Regions from separate parts of the Mus musculus genome. Here region 2 is linked to region 1. Evidence: chromatin contacts called from public promoter capture Hi-C data. All regions are on one chromosome and are shown on one strand. The core of a region is the stretch at or near the end of the contact, and the rest is flanking DNA. Distances in the headings are between cores, read along the strand shown. Region 1 holds the start of Hps4 (HPS4, biogenesis of lysosomal organelles complex 3 subunit 2). Region 2 holds the start of Ube3b (ubiquitin protein ligase E3B).

Region 1 (3,956 bases), core at 1,025-3,524:
CCGTATACAATCTAGCCATCTTGATGACTAATAGCACTTAGGAGAGCCATGCACTTCCCACCTTACTTAATGCTCACAACTACACTGCAGGATATACACACCACCACCTCCACTGCAGTGTTCAGTGCCAAAGACACAGCTCTGAGGAAGTCAGCACCAGAACCCACCACAAGCAAGACTGTGAAGCAAAATGTCCTTGGATGGAGAGTGTCCTTTGTCCACTTTCAGGTAGCCCCCCTTCCACTCCCACACCTCCCCTACTAACCCCTACTCACCCAGTGCCGAACTGCAGAAATCAGAGATCCGCAGGTCCTCCCTGTTGAGAAGACATGGCCTGCTCATCTCCCTTCTCTTTTGTGCCATCTTAGCCCCGACCATGAGCCAGATGCACGGGGGATGGAGGACCCTCTGATACAGAGCCAGCCCTTACTGAAAGACATTCCCATGGCCTGGATGTAGATTGCTGAGTCCTTTTATAAAAAGGACCTCCATCAAGAGGCCCTGGTTTGCCAAGGGATGGTCTGGGTGTGTTCTACTACTTTGGCATGGCAGAGATGCAGTTCAATAAATAAAGTCCTCAGACTTTCCCTTTATGATGGGAGTGTCCTCTCAAGACTGGAGAGTAGCAGGGGGAAATGAATGAGCTACTCAGCAGGAACTCAATAGCTTCCCCACTATAAATAACGGTAAAAAGAAGGTCAAAGAGGAAGTCCAAGGGTCTGGTCAGCTGGTTTCCACAGCCTAAGGCAGAACAATCAACAGTGAATTTAAGTATGCCAGAGGCAATGTTTAGGGACAAAGAGGAGAGAAACTGCCCCCAGGCGACCTACATTCTTCTAAGGAAAGAAGTGCCCGATAAATCAAAGTACTCTGTAATATTCTAAGTAGCCCTGAATCAGATTCTCTATGCTCAGGAGTGATAACCACACCCCTGGAAGGATGCTGGGAGAAGCAGGGCATTCTGGGAGATTCTGAAGCAGCTGAGGAAACAATGACTATCTGGTGTGCGCCTTGAAGAGTTCAGGTCCTAGACACCTATGTCTCACTAATCTCGAGACTTTAAGGCACTGCTTGCTTCTATCTGTCCTCTCAGCTGCACCGCCAGTAATTTATGTTCAGAGGTAACTTCTGGGTCACCAATGCTTTTTAAGTGTAACTTGCCCCCCTCATCACAGCCCTTCTGACCCATACAAAATGCTACCAACATTTCTAACTTAGCCCTGTAAGACCAAAACTAGAAAAGGCAAGAACACGGTGTAGCCTGTGTATGGTGGGCACCGTCTATGTGCCCTGTAAGAAGGTACAGACCAAGTGCTGGGGAGATGGATGTAACATAATAGAGTACATGATAATGATTAGGTGGAAGCATGGGGTTTGAAGTCACCAAGGCCTGGGCCTGAAACAATGATCTTTGTATGTCTCTCGGAGTGCCCAGGATTCCAGTGAGCCTGTGAAATACATAGGCTGCAAAAGTCTGCGCACACAGCTGCTGCTCAGTAAACCATTGATGCAAATGTTGACATCTGTGTTTGCTGCAACCTCGATTTACAATACGGATAATAACCAATGTGGTGTGTGGCCCACAGCAAAGACGGGATATCCTCCAATTCAGGGCTGCTGGGCTAGCCTAAGCTATAGTACAAGATCCCGCCTCCAAATCCAGAGCTGATGATTTATAGGGTAAAGGTTCTTGCCACCAAGCCTCACATTTGAGTTTGATTGTCCTAACCTATGCAGTGAAAGCAGAGGTCTTCTGAGCACCTTCTGACACCCTCCTCCCCCACCTCGAGCTTGGGTGCCAGGGAGTGCTCTACAGTCACATCACACAATCCTCTGAGCATCCCTACGTAATGCTTAAACCCCCATCTCAAAGGTGGCAGACAGGGACACAGGATGATAAACTGCCGCAGCCGCAGCGAATGGGAATGGCAGCTTTACTGAGAGCTTGCTACAGTGACACCGGAGGGAGAACTCAGCCTTTCCCAGCGGGTTGGCACACCCATTTCCAGGTTAGGGACACTGAGGCTGGAGTTGCCTCTCGGCGCTGCACTCACTCGGCCTCCCGCAGGCGGCGTAGCACCGCTTCGCCGTCCGCCTCCGGCTCGGCCCGGGGCCCCTCGCCCGGCCGCGGTCGCCTTCCCGCCGCGCGCTTCCTCCTCCGCGGAGCCACCGCGCTCCAGGGCTCGAGAGCCGCCGCCGCCATGCTCTGACGTCAGCAGAGTGCGCCAGAGCGGCCGCCGTGCCGCCGACGTCACAGGCTGCGTCACACCTCACGTCATCGCCAAGCCCCCACCGGCGGGAGGTGGGTCCGCGCGTGATCGCGGGGCTGCCGGGCGGGCGCAGGTATCGGGGGTTTTCCCGCGGGCGGCCAGACAGAGCCCGGGGTCCCGGTGGGCGGGCGGGCGGGCGAGCCTGATCCACGCGATCGGGCCGCAGGGTTCGGGGCTCCTGACCAGCGAGGGACTTCCCTCCGTCCCCGCGCGCACCCGCACTGTCCCCCTGCCTGTACTCTTAGGGTGTCATGGCCTCTTTAGGTCCCTTACACAATCACTGACCTCATCGGGACCTTTGAGAACTCGCTGTTAGGTCCTCCGAGCAGGCCTCAGGGAATGGGAGGGGTGGTTCCAGGAACAGAGATGCCCTGCACAGTGTGCTCGCCCTGTGTTTGCTGCAGAACGAGGTGTGTGTAGTTGAGGTGACTGATATTTAAGAGGCCTTTTCGGGTTCGTGGGGGATGCCCCTCGGGCACTTCCTTCTTCCTAAGAGAGTTTACTCGCTTTTAAGAGAGGGTCCTGCTTTGTAGCCATAGCTTGCCTGGAACTCAGCAATCTGCCTGTCTATTTCCAGTGCGCTGGGATAAAAGGCCTAAACTACCATGCCTGGCTCCCTCCCTAAGAGACTTCAACGTACTATTTCCACAGGTGGCAGATTGTGGCCAGCTTTAGAGATCCTGTCCTTGAAGGAATTAACCAGAAAAGTGGGATTAAGACTATAGTCTTAATGAAGCCAGGTGGTGGTGGCGCACACTTTTAACCCCAGCACTTGGGAGGCAGAGACAGCCTGAGTCTACAGAGTGAGTTCCAGGACAGCCAGGGCTATACAGAGAAACCCTGTCTCGAAAAAACAAACAAACAAATAAACAAAACAAAACAAAGACTATAGATGAAAATGACGGAAGGCTTGTCAAGGAAAAGGATTAAATTATTTTTGTGTTTCCTCCCAGTGTTATCCACACAGTGAAATAAGACTGTCAGAAAATTTCAGCCTCGTGGATAGTAATTTTAATGCCTGTACCACCTGTTTCTGGACAGTTCTCTTGGAGGAGCGAAGAATCAGAGTGAGGCCAAGACTCTTTTCTGGCAGAGTATTCCATGATACACTGAGTTGTCTTCCCCTCTGTCAAAGTTCTCTCTTGCACTCTGAAGGGCTGCGCACATTCTGATTAGGCTCCTGAGTGCCAGTTCCTTAATTTTGGGACCATTTGACTGGTGTGGTCCCTTACACCCAGTACCTTCTACACTCGTCGTCTGGTTTCCCTTCTGCAAAGCTATTTTCTGCTGAAAAAAAAAAAAAGGCCTTTGAAGTATCTGCTACCCGAACTCTTTTTATTCTAAAACACAAGCTCTGAAGGCTGCTTTGAAACCAAGTGTTTATTGAACCTTGTGGGTCACATGAGTGGTCACAGGTTTCTGAAAGAATTGATTCTTTGTTTTTCCTCAGAGCTGAGATACTGGTGTGTGTGTGTGTGTGTGACCTGGGAACTTTGGACCTTTTGAAGAAACTCACTGGATGGCTTTGGACTGTACACAAAGTCAGAGATCCTATCAGAAGCTGCCCTGCCCATCCAGCATGCTTCTCCTTGCTGTGGCACTCCCTGGGGGGGAGTTGGAACAGATTCCAGTGTAGACAGCCATACAGATGCTCCTGAAAGCAGCTCACAGATGGTTGAGTTAATC
Region 2 (3,956 bases), core at 1,004-3,503, 2.0 Mb after region 1:
GCTCTGTGGTCTTGAAGAAGCTCTCTAACAAACCTCATACTCTGTTGGCCCAGTGATTTCCTGACCCGCATATAAAAACAAACCAAAACATCACAAATAAAAGTCTCACTTCACAGCGATTGAAAAAAAAAACCCACAACAAAATAAAAGTCTCACTTCACAGCGATTGAAAAAAAAAAAACCCACAACAAAATCGGCCAAAAGAGAGAATTGTTGACTGTCTTGTTGGAAAGCCAGACAAAAAAGACAGGGGAAAACAAACAAAACCTAGAAAATACTAACTCCCTGCAGACTGTCTCCTGAAAGCTGAGGGAAACAAGCCGATGGTGGAGCCAACCTGGACTGCAGTTTCAGGCCGCCACTTTCTGTGCAAGGTTCACAAGAGCTATTGAACCTAAGTCTCAGTTTCCTCCTTTGTAAAACAGACTGTTAAAGCCAGAACCTTCCAAATACTGTCTCCCCCCACCCTCACCCTGCCCCTGCCCCAAGAACAGAGTCAAAGCCCGGCCCACCTCCTCCTCCTCCCTCAGGCTCCCTTCCACTCCTGAACTCCTCAAGACTTGGTGTTCTCAACTGGAGATATTAGAGTCACCAGAGCTTCCAAGACACTGCTGCCTGCCTGCCTGCCTGCCTGCCTGCCTGCCTGCCTGCCTGCCTGCCTGCCTGCCTGCCTGCCTGCCTGCCTGCCTGGGCGGAGACCCCAGGCCAGCAAGGAGTGCTGCTGCCTGCAATTTGGGATTAAAAGGCTCTTTCAGGTGATTCCGATACAAAGGAGGATTAGACAATCTGTTTATCTAGTAGCCTTGGAGATCTGAAGGGAGCTCTTCCGGGCGGGTTGCTTAAGGGGTATTATGCAAGGAGGCTAAACTAACCTGAGGTCTCTGCTACAGGGCTACTGCGTGAAGCAAACGAAGTTAAAGGAGGCCAAAAACTAAAGCCCCACACTTTTTTCTAGGATAGTCACCCCCCCCCCCCCAGTTCTCCTGCTTTTGAGAACTTCTCCAAACAGTCTCAATGAGGATGTTGTCAATCCTGCTTACTAGGGAAGCTAGGTATTAGAATCTGGTTTCAAACGCCCTCCATTTCACAGCCCAAATCCTTAGTGACACACAGAGACTGTAAAAATACATCGGTGAGCCCAGACTATCCTGTTGTTAACTAGTTCCCAGGTTAGCCCCAGGGGACCAGTTGGTGGTCTACCGGTGCTGCTGGCCGCCTTCTACCAATGTGTGTGTCTCTTGTTTTATACCAAATAGAGCTTGACCAAAGCCAGACACAGGCCGAGTCATCTGTCTTCAGTTTGGGACTGATCTTGTGAGTGAGTGGCAGACAAAGAAGACCTGGGTTAATAGTCCACCCGCCCCCCATCCCCACCCAAGGACAAAGAACCATTCAAGGGACAGACCCTAGAGAATCTCAAGTAAACCGAAACCATCCCATAACGCAGACAGCAACAGCTGACATCCTGGGACTCCCGAGGTGTGGTCACCTAGGGCCTCAAGGGAAGTGATTAGGTAGGTATCCAGGTGCCACTTGAGGCCAGACTCTGTGGTCAGGGTACCCCGACCTCAGACATGTCTCCTTAGAATTACTGTTACCAGTCATCTCGCTCCAGACTTGTGGGTTCAGAGACGCCCCCTCCCTCTCTTGCCTGGAACCCCACCTTACTCAAGGCACAGCCTCCCAGAGGCCAGACTTTGCTCGATTCCAAGGGTACACGCTCGCCCCTCTCCACACGCCCTCGAACCCTCGTTCGTTCCCCACCCCGAGCGTCGGTCTCGATGCCTCCGCCGCCGTCTCTTTGTCCCGACGATCTCCCACGTCCCATCGCCCATCAGCACTCCAGGCTCGCCGCCCAGCGCCACCACCGCCCGCAGGACCAGCCGCCCCTTCGCAGATCCCCACCACCACCACCCCGACCACGGCTCCTTTCATTTGAAGCCCTTCCCCCGCTCCGGACCTCGCCCGCACGCGCTACTCAGCGCCCCACCGCTCCCGCTCAGCCTCGTCGCCACCCTCGCCCGCCCCGAAGCTCCCCGACGGCGGCCACCGCCCTCACCATGAAAAGTCGGAGGACGCCGGAGTCTCCAAATCCGGACTGAGAGGCAGGAAACACCCAGCTCGCTCAATGCAGGGGGCGGAGGCGGGGCCGGGGCGGGCACTTCCGGCGTCCGTCCACACCCCACTTCCGCCCCGCAGAGGGACTCTTCTTAAAGCGTTCCCCCCCACCCCCCACCCCCGTAAGCCCTAGATGGGGGGAACTCTTTTTATCAACCGTTCCCGCCTCCCCTTGGCCGAGTCAGGCGTTTAGTCCCACTTCTGGATGTTTGTTTCTCCTTTCCGTCTGCTAAAGAAGATGACAAGAGGAAAGGAGTCCTCACCTCCTCCATGGGCAAAGAAGCAGTGCGGAACTGTTGTTTCCCGGAACTGAATAATTGCTTGCTTCCCAAGAGGTGTTCGGAGCACAACACCCGGGGCAAGATGGCGGCCGGGCTTCGGCCGCTGCCCCGGGGCTGGCGGACCTCGGGGGGATCGGGCTAAGGCGGCGGTCGCTGCGGCCCGGACCCCGAGTGCGGGGCCTCGAACGGATAAAGATCTCCGGACTGCGGGTAGCGAGTGGGGACAGGATGGGCGCTTCTCTGGGCGGCGGGGCCAGGGACGGAGGGAGGCTATCTGGGGGGCCGAGTCTTGGTTTGAGTGAAGTCGGAGGAGGGACTGGCTTGCGGGCTTCGGGGATCTCCTTGTCCCCCTTCCATTGATTTCCGTGCCGAGGCGACTGGCCTTGCCAGCCAACTGATTGTGGGCGAGACGGACTTGTTCTTGTGGTTGTTGATGTCGGTGCCTGTGAGAGGCGTCGGGCCTCCGGATCACCCCAAGTGGAATTCGAGCCCAGTGCTGTCGCTCGCTGTGTGACCTTGGGTGAATCTAGTCCCATCTCTGACCCTCAGTTTCCTCCTCTGTAAATAGAGTAATTAGATTGTTTTACGGAGATTATTTTAGAATACGTTTTAGTGTGGTTCCTGACGGCTCTTGATCAAAAGCTGGAAAAACTGGATCGTATTTTGACTTAAGCCTAGCTAGCCTCACAGGGTGCCTGGCATTCTCAACTTCTCTTTGTGGTGCCTTTCTGTGTGTGTGATTCCTGAACCTTGCCTTTTTGACTTGCCGATAAGTAATTCCTTTGGGAATTCAAAGTCAGGGACGGTGGGTGAGGACACTGGCGAGTTATGTGCCCTCTGCATTTCGTTTCCCCATCTGGATAGGCTGTAGCTGTCTAAGAGCAATAGTTTGGCTTATTAATGGTTTCTTTAAGAGCTGTTGTCTTATCTTAGGCTTTTAAAATTGGGGTGTTGTAGCCTCACAGGATAGGCTTCCAAAGGGAGGCCTAGTTAAATAGATCTACAATGTCTGTTACATGGTCTACACTTAGATGGTGGCCCTTAGGCCTGGGAAACTAGCGACTTCTACCATAAAAGAAAGTCGCTCAGCAACTTGTGTTTATTTTTACTTCACAGTCTGGACTCCTGTGCGACATGTTGTGCTTCTTGAAGTTAGTCTCAACCAAATAGGTTGGTTGTAAGCAAGTTGCCTGGGGACGTAGAAGTAATGCAGAGTCTTGTCTGTTAGCGTTGAAAGCTTGGCTCTGCGGCTTACTAAATGTATAACCCAGACCAAGGGAGGCGAGATTTGATTGTCTCATCATGTTGCTGCTCTTATTGGATGAGACACTTAGGCGAACTGCGTCCCTCCTTACCGACTGATTGCTTTCTGATTTCTCTACCTAGAGCACTCTTACTTCCCTAAACCAGGTTCTCAGCTTTGTAAGGACAGTGCAGTAAGGCTTCCTTAGGTGTGATGAGCGTTTCCAAGTGCCAGCTATCAATATTTTCCCATTCCTCATCTCAATACTATAGTGACTAGATTAGGGTTAAGAATGGCAAGTGTTCCATGCAATC

The links. Promoter capture Hi-C pulls out the DNA fragments that hold promoters and counts their contacts.
Region 2: a promoter capture Hi-C map of erythroid cells shows a contact between it and region 1, with 6 times the contacts expected there. The contact joins the promoter of Ube3b here to the promoter of Hps4 in region 1.

Annotation. Positions count from the first base shown.
Region 1 is chr5:112,340,821-112,344,776 of GRCm38.p6, forward strand. It overlaps Hps4 (HPS4, biogenesis of lysosomal organelles complex 3 subunit 2), which reads left to right and starts at 2,275. Exons shown (of 14, transcript NM_001359853.1): 1 at 2,275-2,343; 2 at 3,224-3,956. Srrd (SRR1 domain containing) reads right to left here and starts at 2,220. Exons shown (of 7, transcript NM_001359388.1): 1 at 2,055-2,220; 2 at 276-316. The coding sequence starts at 2,203.
Region 2 is chr5:114,378,367-114,382,322 of GRCm38.p6, forward strand. Ube3b (ubiquitin protein ligase E3B) reads left to right here and starts at 2,254. Exons shown (of 28, transcript NM_054093.3): 1 at 2,254-2,609. It overlaps Kctd10 (potassium channel tetramerisation domain containing 10), which reads right to left and starts at 2,139. Exons shown (of 7, transcript NM_026145.4): 1 at 2,060-2,139. The coding sequence starts at 2,062.